Regions from separate parts of the Xenopus tropicalis genome. Here region 1 is linked to region 2. A link is a contact called in public Hi-C data. All regions are on one chromosome and are shown on one strand. Each heading gives the region's core, a stretch centred on a gene start, on an enhancer-like site or on the middle of the called end of the contact. The rest is flanking DNA. Distances are from core to core; before and after follow the strand shown. Region 1 holds the start of tle1 (transducin like enhancer of split 1). Region 2 holds the start of tle4 (transducin like enhancer of split 4).

Region 1 (2,700 bases), core at 145-2,644, 460 kb before region 2:
TGCTCTGTAAGTAGTGACCGGGGCTCAGTTATATTTTAGGAAGGGTTGAAAATCCTGTTAACAGAAGAGTGCACTGTGGACATGGTCCATAAATACTACGTCTACATGGGCCACCCATGTGATCTATCATTAGCCTGGGAATTGACAGCAAGATCAGTCTGATAAGCCCTGCCACTTCTGTGACCAAACGAGGTAAAGATGTGCTTGATTGGTGGCCTAAGCAATGAAGCAGATCTAGCTGCAATAAGCCAGCCTTGGTCACACACGAGTAGATCAGGTCTGATTTCAAGTATCGGAGAACTTTCTAAGCTGAACCTATGGTGTACCCAGCGAATCAGACTGGGCCAGACTCTTGCCTATCATCTGTATATAATATATGGAGGCAAGGGTCACCTTAATGGAAAAAAAGTCTGAAGTGTGAACAAACCTTTAAAATGTTTACTTTACCCAACCCAGCAATGTCATGTGAAAAATGAAATACAACGTGACTAGCTACATTTCCAGGTTTGAGGAATCGGTTAAACTCAATGGGTCTCATTTACTTACGGTGGGCAAATTTGCCCTGGTGCAATAACCCTTGGCAACCAATCAAATTTTTGCTTCCATTATTGTTCCTACGGCTGTCTGAACATAGCTAATCATCACTGTTGGCTATGGGTTATTGCCCAAGTGCAAATGTGCTGCCAGTAAATGACCCCTAGTGGAACTATTTAGTCCACAGAAGAATCAATACTAAATACAGTAAGCAATAAATATAGGTTCCCATACACCGAATGAGGCAACATTAGCCTAGCAGCACTACAGAAGAATAACTCTAGAGACATCCAGTGCAGCTAAAGAAGGCAATATATACACTGACCCCAATACTTTTTATGCGCTTGCCACCCATGTGGCTGCTTCCCAAGACGAGTACATATTTAATTGCTTTGGTGAGGCACGAAGAACATTACGAAAGCAGCTCGCAGCCATCTCCCATCCCATCTAAATGGAAGCACGTAGCATGCCTTACCACAGAAATCCTCCCATAGATTTTAGCATTATAAACACACACACACGCTGCATGACGCTCTAGAACCCACGTTACTTTGATTGACAGCCGAACAGCTACTTCTCCATCCTGCCGCCCTTCCCACTTTTCCTGCCATTCAGCCCCTCCCTCTATTAATCTGATTGGTCCACCGCGGCGCCCTGAAGCCCGGGTGGAAGGTTTCCGCAGGAACGACAACGGGAAGGTCTCTATTGGCTCGGACACTGAGGCGACGTCAGGATACCACGTTGGACTGTGAAGAAGCGATTGGCTTCGGCGCGGATAGCCTTCTCAATGTGTGGGAGGGGCAGAGCTCTGGTTAGTTGGAGGAGTGTGAAACCGCGTGTTAATGTAACCAGTTGTGGAGAGGCGAGGCCGGCCTGAGACATTGTGTCCCGTGAGCTGACATCGAACGGCCCTAGCCAGCTGCAAGTTTCCGCTCGGCGCGGCCTGCAGGATATAGCCGTCTACTGCTCGGGCGTTGCACGTCCACACGGAGGGGCCACTTTCTCTTTCCCGTGCACTTTCCGGGACTGTAGTGTGCGGGGCTTGCTGTGCGGATCACTTTGGGGATTGTTGTGTGTGGGGGTTCATCGCTTGTGTGTGGAGACAGCAGAAGCCGGAACCGCTGACAAGCGCACCAAACTAGGGGGGCTTTTATTGTGCGTGTCTCCTAAAGGATTTCCCCATCTGGATATTTATTGGTTCCTGCCGGTGTTTCCCGGGGCCACATCCTGCTCCCAAGCAGCGCCGAGTGCTGAGGCTTTTGTTCCCATCACCACCTTACCATAATGCCCTGGGGCTGCTGAGCCCTGCGGGAGGCGCACTTGCGCTGCGGGGGATTTATACCTCATGGTCACTGGCTGCTTTTATTCTCCTCGCTGTGGGATCTGTGCAGAAGGGGGTGGGGAGCCCTCCAACCTGCTAAGTTGACTGGGAAAGTTTGCTGTGTGGCAGCGCCGAGTGGGCTCACCGGGGGTGCTGGGAAGGAGCTTCACACAAAGGACGGGAGAATAAAGGAGGCGGCAGGATGCTGCTGTAGTAGGGCGGCCCATTACCCCCCACCCCCCGCTTCCTTGTCTTCCCCCATTCAGCAGGACACACCGACACTAACAATCCGCCTGGGCAGGGATTCCGAGCAAGCGGGCGAGAATTGAGCTTCCAAGGGGCAAGGCGGCGGCAGGGAGAGCCATGTTTCCACAAAGCAGGCACCCGGTGAGTTCTGTGCCTGTGCTCTGTCTCCTGCTCTTTGTACTTGCGCACACTCCCCTTGTGTCTGCTGAAGGGCCCTGCATGTCCTGGGCTGGATCTGCTGCTAGAGCACCTCAACACTTTTTGTTGCTGCACTACAACTCCCTGCATCCTCCCCAGATGTAGTCCCATAACTGGAGGGACCAAGTTACTTCCTGCCAGTGGTGGTACCTCGTTTCATTTCGATGGTGCTTTCGGATCCTTTGTTTTTTTTTTTTGCCCCCCACCCCCCACTTAGTGTTTCATCTTTAGTGTAAATGAAATGTTATGTACGTTTGTTTGATCTACACGGATGGCCTGTGAGTAGGCCGTGTCCCCACGTGGGGGAGATCACCGCCCCATGTCAGTCTGCTGCCCCCTAGACAGTGTAGTGGGGAAGGGAACCATTGTCTCTGCTGTCTTTAAACTCAACCCTTGTGGTT
Region 2 (2,700 bases), core at 65-2,564:
GGGGACGACAGAGTACAGAACTGGAGTAGCAATCCGTGTGGCTCCCCAGCAGTTAACTAAACACCCCAAGCACCCCTGCATGCTGACATGTTTTTCTACTGGCGAGAGCTAAATACAAGAGTATCCTACGTGGAAGTGTAAAAGAGGGAAGGGATTCATTAATTCCGAGACAGGATTGGGGGGGGGGGGGGGGGGGGGAGCAGGCGGTTAAACATGCTCTTTTTTTTAGAATCAAAACAAACAAATTCAGGGCTGTCAACCCTTGAAGTACCACAACTAAAGGGTTTAGAAGATGGCCAACCTGCAGCACTCCACTGTAGCCAGACTACAACTCCCAGCATCACCCAAAAGCCTTTCTTAAGGAGTTGCACTTCGGCCACAGCTGGAGGTCAAGAGGAGGAAATGGAGATGACAGTGTGTGTGTGTGTGTGTCCTCCTCCTCCCCTCCCAGCTTCTATCCTGTGTTGTCCAACTACTCACCGCCGGGTGCCTGGTCTGGGGGTACATCTTGCTCAAGTCTCGAATCATCCAAGCCGCTGGGGAGGTTCCTGGCCCAGAGCACTGAGGGTCATGGACTAATTGCAGGAGGCCACGGGAGGGGTGAGTGGGAAGAGCCCCCAGCACAAAGGGAGGGTGGAGGCTTGGAATCCAGCTAATTGTGCTGCTCACTGAGGCTGTAGCCCCGGACTCCTTGTGTTAATAGTAAGCCTAATGCAGCTCAGCCCCAGGCAAGACCTGCTCCCCCGACCGAACCCTTACACATCCCACAGGAAGCGGCTGTCACGCGTGGAATCTCATTATCCGCAAGCCGCCTTAATCTTTTCCACCCTCGCTCCGGGATCCACGGGGTGAGACCTGCCCCAGGAAACAGGGGCCAATCCAGGGGCCCCGAAAGAGCCGAGATCCAGAGCCAGGCTCCCGTGAAACAAACAAAGCAGCAGCCTCCTCACAGCAACTTTCCGACGAGTCCCTTCCCACGGTGCGCCCCGCTCTGACACCAACTTATTCCTGGGCAGATGCAGTCAGTCAGACCGGCCCTGTTCCCTCCCGCTGGGCTTCCTCTTTAGCTGCTCTTTGCACACCTCTTACTTCTTCCCCACCAGGTTATCGTACTCGCTTTCTCCTTTCAGACGAGCTCCGGTGATTTCCCACTTCCGTCTCTCTCATCCGATCGACAACCGCGCACTTTTGTTGCGGGGAGAGGAGGTGGGTAGGTTGTGGAACCAGAAAGACAATCCAAGGTTTGGTAGCAAAATTATAAATAAATAAACCAGGCAGCCAGAGTGCCGTTCCGAGCAGCTCCCACACCGCGATCTGTGTAGGTGACTTCTATGACCAAATTTAGCAGCAGCAAATCATTAACATTCTGATACATATTCACAACATTGAGGCGAAAGCGCTTGGCCCTGCTGGGAGATGTAGTCCAGAAATGTTTCCTGTTCGCTTTAAAGACGAGCAAACAAACAGCAATTCCCGTGAACCCTAGCGCCGCTTAGTACCGCCCAAGGACGCCACGGACGGGGTCCATGATACCCAATAGAAAGCATAGGAACGTTAATCGCCACTCTCCCAATGATGCCCATCATTGTCAGTCTAGCCAATGACGATAGAGCAGTACGCCCCTGTCACTTGCTTTCCCCCACGTGGGGTCAAAACGTATCCGATTCATTCTTCTCCTCTTTGCCCTCATGGTATTAGCGAATCAGAACGCGAGACACTTGGAACTCCGCCTTGGGCGGTGTGGTAATGGGGAACTGGGGTTGGAGTTTCTCATAACGAGCGTTCGAACAGGGGAAACATTTGTCCGGCTGTCAATCAAAGTAACGTGGGGCTGATGCTCGCTGCTAGTTTGTGGATGAGACGCTGCTGCTCTGTGTGGCAATCTGTGGTGAAAACAAGCATGGAGGCATGAGGAGGGAGAGCTTGTACTCTCTTACATTACCGCACGGCCTCCTCCCTCCCTTTACTCCCTTGTCCTATGTTAGCTATCACCCACATCAAGGAATGCTGGCTAATTAGGGGCCAATGTCTCCTTAAAGAGACAAGAGCAGCCTTGTGCAGCTTTGCTAAGTGAAGGGAGGGATGTGGATGCACACAGCACTTCCCTTGGCTCATACCAATTTTACGCACCAGTGGAGCTGGCATAATTTTCTTGTGAAAAAGAGGGGGTGGAGGGAAAAGCTGTTCTATGCTATTTCCAGACGCTATGTGCCTTTCGGATGGCTGAGCCTTCCATCCACATGCAAAACGCAATTCTGCGCCTCATTGCGCTCCCCCGTATGGCTATGGTACATTGGGCAGCGCTTTTTTGGGGGTGTTTATACGATTCGTAGCCCATCACTCGGCTCCTTATCACATGGGATGTAATAAAGGATGCTAACAAATTAATTCATATTTAAATGACCCAAAAAAAATGGAAAGCAATGCAAGTTGTTGTTTTATCATGTTTTCTTTGTTTGCTTGATGTATCTGTGCTGCTTATAAAGTGCTAATATACTTATCATTTTAATGCACTGGTGCTCAGGCACCCTGTATCTGCGATTACATATAAATGCCTATGAACCTTTTATGGTTGTAGGGTACAGCAGGTGTAAGTTAGGGCTCCTCTTTCCTTTCATTAACCACATAGGTTAATTAGCTGTTAATATAATATACCTTTGTGTGTGTGAATATGATACGGATCTTAGACTGTAAGCTTTT

The links. A called contact is a pair of places that touch in the nucleus more often than the background predicts.
Region 1: a contact with region 2 is called in a Hi-C map of neurula embryo, with 6 times the contacts expected there. The contact joins the promoter of tle1 here to the promoter of tle4 in region 2. A contact is called at or near these places in 2 of 5 Hi-C or Micro-C datasets (brain and neurula embryo).

Annotation. Positions count from the first base shown.
Region 1 is chr1:133,480,312-133,483,011 of UCB_Xtro_10.0, reverse strand. It overlaps tle1 (transducin like enhancer of split 1), which reads left to right and starts at 1,394. Exons shown (of 20, transcript NM_001170503.1): 1 at 1,394-2,242. The coding sequence starts at 2,219.
Region 2 is chr1:133,016,208-133,018,907 of UCB_Xtro_10.0, reverse strand. It overlaps tle4 (transducin like enhancer of split 4), which reads right to left and starts at 1,314. Exons shown (of 20, transcript NM_001170501.1): 1 at 481-1,314. The coding sequence starts at 528. It overlaps LOC105948580 (a long non-coding RNA gene), which reads left to right and starts at 1,565. Exons shown (of 3, transcript XR_001923945.2): 1 at 1,565-2,700.